Regions from separate parts of the Danio rerio genome. Here region 2 is linked to region 1. Evidence: chromatin contacts called from public HiCAR-type data. All regions are on one chromosome and are shown on one strand. The core of a region is the stretch at or near the end of the contact, and the rest is flanking DNA. Distances in the headings are between cores, read along the strand shown.

The links. HiCAR-type assays count read pairs that join an accessible place to other places.
Region 2: a contact with region 1 is called in a HiCAR-type map of caudal fin, with 5 times the contacts expected there. The contact joins the promoter of slc26a2 here to the promoter of si:rp71-1d10.8 in region 1. A contact is called at or near these places in 6 of 18 Hi-C or Micro-C datasets (caudal fin, embryo, fibroblasts and 2 more) and 2 of 4 datasets of contacts at active chromatin or transcription factors (caudal fin and embryo).

The regions. Positions count from the first base shown.
Region 1 is chr14:29,381,179-29,387,413 of GRCz12tu, reverse strand. It overlaps si:rp71-1d10.8, which reads left to right and starts at 3,394. Exons shown (of 5, transcript XM_073921835.1): 1 at 3,394-3,739; 2 at 4,856-5,141. The coding sequence starts at 4,861.
Region 2 is chr14:29,722,812-29,729,046 of GRCz12tu, reverse strand. It overlaps slc26a2 (solute carrier family 26 member 2), which reads left to right and starts at 3,406. Exons shown (of 4, transcript XM_680022.7): 1 at 3,406-3,518. shtn3 (shootin 3) reads right to left here and starts at 3,281. Exons shown (of 18, transcript XM_073921846.1): 1 at 3,198-3,281; 2 at 1,320-1,429. The coding sequence starts at 1,383.

The DNA of each region.
Region 1 (6,235 bases), core at 2,145-4,644:
GGGTGAGTAAATAGTGAAAACTAAATTTTTCCTTGGAGTTCAATCCCTACTTCAACCAATTTGATAACATGTTAATTTGTTTAACTAAGCAAATGACTATATTCATAAATGGGTTTCAAATGTGCTGATTCTTTAAGGAGTAATTGACTCTGATCCATTGTATTATGTAAGGAATGACTGACTGCTTCATGGCCGCATCAACACCTCAGATGTGCATTGCTTTTTAATAATTCAACATCCTGGAGTCATTTATTCCATTTAATATACTATCAAATACTTAAAGAGGTTCAAGTGTTGCATTTCAATATATGGTGAGTACATAAGGTGTGTACATAATTTGAATCAACTGAAATTATTCAGAGTAGTGATATGATACTGTAATGGGGTCAAGACCTGCCTGGAAGTACTTTAGCTGTGTGTTTATTTTAAAATAATTGTATACCTTAGAATTTCCATCAGCCAATAAGAATCAAGCATTGTTTGGGACACAGTTGGAGGCTATTAGCCCCAGCTGGCCTGTTTATATAGTCCTCACCACTCACTCTGGGCCAGCAGTGGCAACGTGTCTGGCATATTTCTGAACAAGTAAAACAAATGTAAATAGGTGAAGGCCCATGGGTTGAAGCCACTCAGGCCCAATGGTAAGTTCAGCCTGACGACCTGTCTGGACACACCTGAATAAAAACGGCACATATTTTCCTTATGTATTGCTTTTTGACAGCTTGTGCCAACATATCTTTATCTTTACAAAGTTGATATTTCAACTCTCTATGTCATTAGCGAAGGAAGCAAAAATGAAGAAAAATCAACGGACAGACCAGCCTGCATTGTGAAGTCGATCAGTGTCCAACAGACATACAAGATCCTTCAATAAGGTTTAAACACATGCCATATTCACCTCTTGACGGTAATTGAGTAAATTTGCAGATCTGTAACATCAAAACAAGCAGTGCTTTGTAAAATTATTTTAAATAACTAACTGAACTAAATAAAGTGAGTTTAACGTGTTTTCGTCCGACAGTCATAATATAAAGTGTTCTTTTGCTGCCATCTGCTGGTTTAACACGGTGACAGTTCTGTAAAAGAGGGCTTATATCCTATTTCTTTGCAACATTCTTTAAATACCGGTAATATTATAATGCCATTAGGAAATAATAATAATAATGAGAATACTAACTGATTGCAGCAAGAAGGTCGCTGGTTCGAGCCTCCGTTGGCATTTCTGTGTGGAGTTTGCATGTTCTCCCTGCTTTGGGTTTCCCCCGTGTGCTCCGGTTCCCCCCTACAAGTCCAAAGACATGTGGTAGGCCTACATGTGAATTGGGTAAGCTAAATTGACCATAGGGTATGTGTGTGAATGACTGTGTATGGGGGTTTCCCAGTGATGGGTTGCAGGTGGAAGGGCATCCGCTGCTTAAAATATATGCTGGATTAGTTGGCGTTTCATATCGCTGTGGCAACCCCAGATTAATAAATGAACAAAGCGAAAAAAAAATGAATAAATGAAAAAATAAAGGGCAGGTCACTTTATTTTATTCTTTTTATTTATTTTATTCATTTTTATGCTTTAGGAAACAGAGGTGTGTGAAGATGTTCTGATGTTAATGTTCTGTATGCTGTTGTTTGCAGTAATGCAGTATTTAATGTGTCAGATATAAAATAGATGTCAATTCATTTTTATTTTTATTTTTAAATTGTATAATAAGTCAATATTAATCTGACCGGTTAATGGTTAATATTCGGTTAGCCAGCGTCAATTAGGAAAATTAACTGAAATGAGGATCCCTAAGGACTCCATGCCTGGAACTGCTTAGGGACTCCAAATCCTTAAGTCTGTCCTTGTTTGGATTTCAAAATCGTAGCTGAAATTGTGGACATTTTGCAGTTTATAAAGTTATTTATTCATTAATTTATTTTTTGCAATATTTTGCAAGAACTGAAATATTATATATATATATATATTATACTGTATATTTAATGACTAAAATATACTATTAAATATGTCTTATATTTTATACATTTGCATATTATTTGCATACCTATATTCACTGAGAAATTAATTTTCAAAATGCGGTGAACTCTTATACTATGTATATATATATATATATATATATATATATATATATATATATATATATATATATATATATATATATATATATATATATATATATATATATATACATACATACAGTTGAAGTCAGAATTATTAGCCCTCTGATTTATTAGGCCCCCTGTTTATTTATTAATAGTTTTAATAACTCATTAATAACTAAAAACTTGTTTATTTTATCTTTGCCATGATGACAGTAAATAATATTTTACTAGATATTGTTCAAGACACTTCTTTACAGCTTAAAGTGACATTCAAAGGCTTAACTAGCTTAACTAGGTTAACCAGGCAGGTTAGGGTAATTAGGCAAGTAAATGTATAATGATGGTTTGTTCAGTAGACTATCGAAAAAAATTTTGCTTAAAGGGGCTAATATTTTTGTTGAATAATTTTGTTGAAAGACACAAAATTTTAAAAATGATGTTTAAAAAAAATAAAAACTGCTTTTATTCTAGCCAAAATTAATTTTGTTTTATTTCTGCTGGTTGCCATGTCTCACACCTGCATCACTTAAACCATGACGTTTATTTCACATCAGCTTGTACTTCGTACTGTCTAGTATTGTGACAACTTACTTGTCCTCACTGTTAGGTCAATATTGAAAAAAGGTCAACAGAGCACAAAGCTCAACGAAAAGTAAAATGTCAGTGTTTAAATAAAAAGGTTAATCCAATAAATTACATGCAGGAAAAAGTTCAAGGAACATTACAAAAAGAAAGGCTCCGATTAATGCTGTGCTGTCTATGCCTTTAATACAATTTATGATGTTTAAAGTTAGTAAATGTTTGAAGTGCATATGAAGTTGGTTATATGATCAATAAAAGAGAACCATATGGGCTATTAATGCAATCTGCTTAGCTTTTAGATTTTCTTTTTTAAAAACGTTCTAAATTAAGTGCAGTGAAATTGTATTAACATCACTGTTCCCGTAAGTGCATCTTTGTACGTTTCATATACATAGCCCAGATTGTTCAAATGGTGCAGTTAATCCCGTTGAGTTTCACTATAAAATGTCAAGGCCAATTGATTCTGCATGGCCTTTCCACCCTCTAAATGTAAATAACATTTTATTTTATAACCCGCCTTTAGCCTGTTTTACAGCAACTGCAGAAACCCAGAGATAGCATTTCAAGATTAAGGGCGTTAAGAGAGACGTCCGGAAAAGTGGGACATAAGGTAAAGTGGGTCAACTACATATATTTCTTGATTATTCTTAAAGTATCAGGAGCCAATCATATTGTAGCACTCATGAATAATTAACACAATGTGGCCGATTTGACGTGACATCATTGGTTTGCTTCTACACAACAACCACATGGTAAGTTCATTGATAAATACTCTGCATAGAAGCTTTTATTAATGTATTTTTCGGTGTACTTTTATTTTAAATATATTAATTGGCATTTTCTGAAAGACACATTCGATTATTTGAAAGAAGGTTTATTATTGTGACCCACTTAGCTTAGCTTAGCACGTTAGCATGTTAAGGTAAAGTGGGACAGCTGCTGCCCGTTATTGTGGGACGATTCAAAGCTCTTCTGATTAAAAATGAACATTCGCCGTCATACACGGATCTAATCAAAAGCTCGCTGCTTTCTAATATTCTACAGGAAACTGGATACTAATGTAATGTCCAATGTTTCTTCTTCTGTTGTTTAAAGGTTTGAGTAGTTTGAATCAGATCAGTTTTATCTGTAGGATGGGTAAAAGATAACAAAATGACAAAAAATAGCACTAGCTACCTAGCTTTTATACGAGGCTATTATATGATAACATTTTTATGACATCATGCTGATAAATACATTTATTCCTAATAGAAAATAAAAAAGTAAAATTTAGAGCATTTTGAATTTAAAAATAGCAAAGGTGCCATGTTTACAGATATTTAAATTCATTGTGAGAAAATATTAACGTTTTAAGAGTGTTGTTAACCATGATTTTACACCTGAGGGTCTTTATTGTGGCTGAAAGAACTAAAGTCAGGGTGTCCACTGAGTCTTAAAAAGTCTTAAAGTGTCTTCAATTTCAAAAACTACATTTTACGCCTTAAAAAGTCTTAAATTAGCTGAAATATTGTGTTGTAGGTCTTAAATCGTTTTAACCAGTTCTTAATTTTGCAATGTCCAAATAAAGCTACTTCATCGGGCTGAGATCTGTCCAATAACCAACAATACATCTCAATAAAATCTTATTCTTTATATTTAAGATTCAATTCACTACACCCTATAGACATTTTTACAGCAAATTCCCCATTAAATTCCCTAAGCGGGCAAAAAATAAATAAATAAAAAATAAAAACAATTATATGATTCATCTTATTGGGTCATAAGAAAAAAAAAATCCTTAGTGTTTAACCTTGTATAAGTTGAAAACTTTATTCTTGGTGGTCTTAAGGGGGTCTTAAAAAGTCTGAAATTTGACTTGATGAAACCTGCAGAAACCCTGTAAAGTGCTGATATGAACTGGATTGATGTTATTGCATTGGCCTGAATTGCTGTTTAACTGTCTAATTTATTATCTTTAAATTGTTCACATCAATTATTTAAATTATGATTTTTATAAGGGAGGTATTTATATCAATATGTTTGACAACACTAAAATGTGTGTGCGTACACACATGGTCAGTATATAATAAAAGTTGCATAGATTTGGTTATTTAATTGTAGATGAGTGCAAAGTATACTTGTAAAACAATATATTTAGTGGAGTGTAGACCTAATTCAAAAACATTATTTTTTATAGAAAAAATGGCACCTATTCGGAAGCAGTCAGAAAAACTGCAAGATGAAAGACAGCTCAAAGGAAGAAAAGGGCTGAAGATGAATCAGTGGAAGGAGAACCAAATGAAAGCTGCGATAGAGGAGTATAAAGTGCAGGTTGAATCAGGGAAGAAACCTGTGGTAAGATTGCTTGCAAGGAAGTGGAACTTGCCGAAAACAACATTTCAAAGACGTTTGAAAGGACTTCTTGCGAGATCTGGGTGTGAATCTGGAAGAACAACATTCATTCCTGTTAAATCTGAATTAGGGTGAGTGAACCTTCTTATTTTGCTATATACATACTTATATCTACAGTGGCTACCTAAAATATTAGCATGGCTCAATGTTAAGGATTTTTACCACTTGTGAAGTCAGGCCGGTTGTTTAGATTTTCACTTCATCCCAGTTTATTACTGGTTTAAAAAAGATCATCTTAGATATTCTAGCTTATTCATTGTTTTGAATCATGTATGATTCTAATAAATAATGCCATTTAGCAATCTAGTAAATTTCACAAATCTTAATTTCATTTCAATATAAAAGAAGAAACTGCTAGCCTTACTTAATAAAGATAAAACATTTTTGAATTTGAGTGAACAGTCAGTAATAAAAATAGGCAAATTAGAACCAATAATGGGAATAAATTCATTGGAACAAATACAAATGAAATCACTGCTTAGAGAGAGAGAGAGAGAGAGAGAGAGAGATGCACAAACAGTGTCCAAGTAATGAGTTCTTTATTTTGTCGAGCATTACATATCAAACAAACAGGGGTTGGACAATGAAACTGAAACAGTGGTCAATTTAGTGTTGGAGGTTTCATGAGTACATTTGTTCTTCATTGATTGCACTTTCCACCAGTATGTGCAGAGTATGAAGGTTCCGTTAGCAAAGTAATGTCACAATTTTGCTTAAAATATTGTAATGCACACAACATTATGGGTGACATATCATAGTTCAGAAGAAAACTAATTGTTGGTGTGTATCTTGCTTGCCTATCTGTGACCAAGATAGCAAGTTCTTGTGATGTTTTAAGAGCCACGGTATCCAGAGTAATGTCAGCATAACACCAAAAGGATGAACCACATCCACCGTCGGCACAAGAGGAAGTTTTCTGAAAGATATGCCTGGGTGCTAACCCCGATTGTTTTCAAAAAACATAAAACCACAGCTGCCCAACTCAATGCAGAATTAAACATGTTCCTTAACCCTAGTCTTTTCACTAAAAACCCCTGGGTCAGTGTACATGACCAGGCTGCAATTGCCAAACTTTTGGTCACTTCTTCCAATGCCAAACGTTTTCAATGGTGCCAGCAGCGTAAATCTTGGATCTTTCTCGTGTGTTGCTGTATATATTTAAAGT
Region 2 (6,235 bases), core at 2,157-4,656, 340 kb before region 1:
CATAAATAAATATATATTTAAATAAATATGTGCAGATTAGATCATAGGTCAACCACAGGAAAAAAAAAACTATTTAATACATAAGCTTAATACATAAGACGAAAATAGAAGATTCTTATTAGAGGGTTAGACCATTCAGTTACTTTCACATTTGCCTTAATTATAAAAAAAGTGTTGTAACACAATATTAATGTAATGTAATGTGTATTTATATAGTGCATTTATCATGTAAGTGCTTCGCAATCATAAGGGGGGTTAGGGGTTCTCCACACCACCACCAGTGTGCAGTATCCTCTTGGATGATGCGACCTCAGCCACAGGGCAACGGCTCCAGTGCACTCACCACACACCAGCTATTGGTAAAGTGGAGAGACAGTGATAGTACAAATTCTGTGTATGGAGATAATTGGGAGGCCATGATGGGTCAGGGCCGATAGAGGGAATTTAGCCAGGACACAGAGGTTACAGCACTACTCTTTACGATAACTGCCATGGGATTTTTAATGACCACAAAAAGTCAAGACTTTGCTTTAACGTTCCATCCGAAAAATGGCACTCACTGACAGTACAGTGTCCCCTTCACTTTACTGGGATATTAGGACTTACACAGACCACAGATTGAGAGCCTCCTGCTAGCCTCACTAACACCACTTCTAACAGCAACCTAGTTTTCGTATGTGGTCTCCCATTTAGAAGCGTAACTGTGAGTAACTGATCTTGGTATGCGGGTGATATGGCTGTGGCATATCATATGGGAGCATCTTGCTGCAGATTTGTCAGCCGCACATTGATGTGAATCTCCCACTACACCACATCTCTTCTGGTAACTATGAAGCCAGTTGGGTATAGTTAAGTCAACTTCATGTTAAAAAAAACAAGTTAATAATTAGATAATCTGAGGTTTGTGAAGTTGTGCATTAGCCTGCTGGATGTCATAAAGGGCTGGACATGGTCAGTACTCAGGTTGGCTGTAATATTTAAACGATGCACAGTTTGTGCTAATATGCCCAACCTGTGTCAAAACAATCTCTCTCATAGAATTACAGTACCAGTAGGCTGAACCATTTAAACAGGATGGCTTGCATTATACAGTATGGTAAATTATGACCTACCATCCAGAATTAGCAGCACAGAGGCCAAGACTTATCATTTCAGGAATTTGTTTCCAATCTTGTATAGTCTAATCTTGGTGAGCCTGTGTGAATTGTAATAATAGTTTGCAATTCTGTTTTCATCTTTTTCAAGGCTTGATATGCATTCAGATGCTCTTCTGTAGTCCTCAGTTGTACAGTAAGTGGTTATTTCAGTCAGTGTGTTACCTTTCAGCTGAACCAGTGCAAACATTTTCCACTGACATGAACATAGCACAGAACTGCAGCTCATTGGGACTTCCCCAGTATGATGCTTGATCTGATCTTGATGAACCTCACTGTAAAAAAAATGAACACATCACTGTAAAAAACAACGAGGGTTAATGAAGTACATTTTAGAATAAAACATGTTTTTTTTTCTTCAGCTATATGCATAACAGCTTGTGACAGAGTACAGAATATAAAAAGTAGAGAATAATAGCTAAGGTTAAAAACACAACTATATGTTATTTGAAATGTATATTATGTGTATGTAGCATGTAAAGCAAAGCTGAGGTATTTTGATGATGCTACATGTATAAAGTCTGTATTTAAAATTTTATTTTTATTTTATTCAAACATTTTGGTATAATGTAAGTACATTAGTCAGCAATAGGGCTGACTTACGTGACTTAGTGTTATGTGACTGACTTAGTGTTTTCAATAGTACATTCATGAATCAGAGCACGTATAACACCACTCTAGGGTATTTTATTGAATAAATTGTACATATTGAGTCTTTAATGTTTTTTATTGCACACATGAATACTTACTGTATGTAAAATTATGTCTTAGTAAAGAATGTCACAAGAATGTTGATGATTGAAAAGATTAAATAAACATGCACCATTTCAAAATCCCACCCTGGAACATTCATAAGCACACTGTGTTCTTTGTTTGTTCGCAGGGGAGTGTGGCTCAATTTACTCAAGCCTATGTAGAATTTGAAGGCTGTGTGGATTAAAACCTGTGGCCTCACAGCAGTAACACTTCCAGCATTTTTTATTTACCTTGCATATTTAAAAAATGCTTATCAGACTCTCAAACAACACATACAGCTAATGGAAAAATATATATATTTCTGTAGGTTAGCTCTATAAATACTGGAATAATCCAATAAAACAAATATGAACATTTTGCATACACCATATACCTAAAAATAAAGTAGCCACATCCAAAGAAACTAAGTTATCAAGTGGTCTTGTGTAGGCATGGGCTGGTATAAGATTTTGATTGTATGATAACTTTGGATCATGGTTTCACTGGATTACTGCTCTAAAATATATTCTTTTTTTTAAATGTCAGGGTAAAAAAAATAACTTTTTCCCCCTTTGAACACAGTATATTTTATTTTAAGAGACATTTAAAATATTTTGGAACAGTAAACATGTCAGGCTAAATAATTCAAATGAATCATTGACTTTTGCTGTCTTTGTAACAAAAACACAATTCATTACAATTTAAAACAGCATCTTTGGATAACTTTTTTTTCTTTTCTTTTTTTGCTGAAGATACTGTTGTCCTAAAAAACTAAAGAAATGTTTTATAAATCTTACACATACCTTAGGAGTGGTAGCCTAGAGCAGAAAATGTTGGCAATTTTAAAACATTGACCTTTCCAAACCGCAGTATACCTTGAAAATGGTCTTCTTATTACTCTTTCCTTTGGCTTATTCCCTTCTTGATCAGGGGTGCCCACTTTTATACTCGACATATGATTATGAATTTATAAATGCATTAACTCTAAGAAATGTCACGAAAATGTCAAATATATAGGCTTGTTCAAATATGAACCATTGTTTCATTAACAAACAATATACCTAATTGAACTACATTATGGTATATTATGGTTATACACAATAACCTTTAGATTACATGCACTTTCAGATGTTGGTTAAGTTTAGTACTATTCGACTACTATTCTGAAAGTTAACTGTTGCATGAAAGTTCTCCTCTAACGTTTGAGTCAATTGAGCAAGGTAAAATTTTACCTACTTGTGCCCAAATTGGTCTGCCTACTGCATAATAAGATATTCATAAGTCAAACTTTCACTGTAGTTGTTTTACCAGACAGACAGAAGGACCGTTTATAAACTCTTGACTCGGCAATTTAAGCAGTAGCTCTCAGTCAGAAGACTTTGCAAATTAACTGAGTAAGCATAGCTGTGCAAGTTTTGCTTCAAGCCAGGAATTAGCAGTCACGTGACGTGTGATAATAGGTTTCGTTGTCCACGTGATATCACAAACTTAGCGTGGCTTGATACGTCACGGAAGAGATCCTAAACTTCAAGTAACATACGCTCGAAGAGGTGTAACTCTTGGCTTATAAAATGTCCAAACGGATGACTATGTGTAAATGAAACGATCTCGTTGCGCAGCCGGACTGAGGTGAGTCTTCAACATTGAATCTGTGCAGCTTTTTTTCCTAAGCGGATAACTTGCACTGAGTCAGTTGTACACGTTGCAGTTTTGTTTTCAATAGTGCCATTCATGAAGTCAGAGCATAAAACAAACCAGGGTTTCATGACACTTCTAGCTTTTATTCTATCGTATCATTTAACGTTTGTCGATGATGCTTGTTAAAGTTTGAAGTTAGATGTACGTTATCAATTTCGAGATCACGAAGTTTCAGAACATATTATAGATTGTGGTGAGATGCTTGGTATCAATTGTTAATACTACATCAATTCTCTTAATGTGTATGTTAAAGTACGCTTGAAATTTCTTGTACTTTAATTTTCAATAATTGACTTTTAAATTAGTTGTCACACAACAAAGAAACTAGCTTATAAATATGCTTAAGGTTTGACAAAACAACAACAAAACGTTTGCTTTGATCATTTGTTACATAATCGGGATGTGATCATGGGTGTTTAAACTGTACACATTAGTATTATCAGTTCCCACAAACTGCGTATTGAAATGTTTTTAAATTAATTTTATACAAAATATGTCAACTGCCAAGTTTATTACAAGTTAGACACACTATTTATTTTACGCAACAACATGCTGTTCGTGTTGCCTCAGACTGAACCATGATATCATGTAAAATGACGAAAGTTGCCGCCCCGTCTGTCAATTGGATGTACTATCCAAAAGGCACATTAATCACTAAACAAAACACAATGACCTCTGTAACATGAATACTGTAGTCAATTGGTGTAAACGATTTTAAAGCTATAAAAAAATCACACAGTGTGTTTCCGTGATGTATTTAACTGTTCACACCAGGCCGAATATTATTAGGAGCAAAATATCTTAATGCCAATGGCTGCTTCGATTATTATCATAAAAGCAGAGGCAAATGCATATTGAAGCATACTCCATATGACAGCTATAGATTTTTCAAACCGAGACGCTTAACAGGTTCTGTTCTTATGTCTTGTCTGTGCTATTTTTTAAGCCAGAGTTTAGTGATAAATCTGTGCGTTTCTTTAATCTAGAGCTCAGAGTATTTTATGTGTTAATGTATTAAATGTGTAATAACCATGTTGTTTTGGATTGATTACTGTATTACCAGTTTTACTACAAATATTACAGTTAAACTGTGGTTAGTGTAGCAAAGCCATGGTGTAGTTTAACCACAACAAATGTCAATAATTAGGTTTTAATAGTAGTAAAACCTTGATTTGTTTTGTGGTGTGTATTCTGAAAACTTAACTACCATGGAATGATTTATGGAGACACTAAATTGCTAGTCATGAGTTGGCCCACACGGAATCTGCGCGCAAAGAAAGCCACTGGTTTCCACAGATTTACTTACTTTATTTATTATTTACTTTTTTGTACAAATTTTGTATTTCTTCAGTTTTTAAATACATTTCAATGATGTAATTGACTGATATGAAAATTTTGCTTTGATTTATTTACAATACAGTTTGTAAAGTAATATTATCTGACTTTTAGTAGATATATCATATGAGAGACCTTATATGAGAGATATTATATGAGAGACTTTGTTTACCAAAAAAGTGGATCTTCTTTGATTTGCGGTGTAAACATTAAATAAAAGTTATTATGGTATTACTTTTTATTTCTTATATCTCCCATAATCATTCTCCATAAATATGTAGATTTGTTACAAATTTCTGCTCAGAAATAGCAAAAAATATATTATAATATAATCTATAATAATAGATTATTGCTGTTAATAATTAAGATGGCATCTAATAATCTGATTTTGGATGATCTGTTTTAGTCCATATATTAATATAATTGTATACTATGCTTTTAAACACGGGTTGAGTGCTGTTAAATCAAACCATGAGTCGGCAATGCTGTTTACAAATGAACTGTTTTAGGAATATGAGAAACACTTGCAATAGCCTAACAATACTTTTGGAAAATGCACCCTTTTAACTTTTGTGTGCCTTTAGTACAACAAGTTTTTTCTCTGTGGTGAAATCTACCCAAAAAACTGGATTTGTGCTTCTTATCAATATTTCCATGCCCCAGAGCCACTGCTATGTAATGTCAACTGGTGGCATTTATTGCTTTATCTTAAATTTGCCTCCTCTAAATACTATTTTAATAAATGCAAAAAACTACAAAAAACATTCTATTTTGATGTAATTGGAGATATCAATTTATACTGCTAGAGAATAAATTTAGATGCACTAACAACTGCAAATATCCTATGAAATAGTCAGGTACTGTTGAATTTGAATTGCATGTTGATTATTACCACGGTCACCAATGAGGGTGGTCTGGCATAAAAAAAATAGAGCTTTGGCTGGGAGAGGCAGACTCTTAAGACTTGTAGTGTGTGTGTGTGTGTGTGTGTGTGTGTGTGTGTGTGTGTGTGTGTGTGTGTGTGTGTGTGTGTGTGTGTGTGTGTGTGTGTGTTTGTGCGTGTGTGTGTGCGCGCGCTCTGGCACTTTCAACTAATCAGTTCATCAGTGAATGCCTAGAAATCAGTAGAGAATCTGAGAATTTAAGAAAAAATGATCATAATGGCACATCACCCGTAAATGCATAAGTGTTTAGAATCATTCAGGATCACTTTGAGATATTTAACAAAATACCTTACTCCATCCTGCTTTTCAAAGGTGCTGACTAAACACAAGTTTGCATTGAATAGTTTTTGTGAAGTGCCTCAAGGTGCC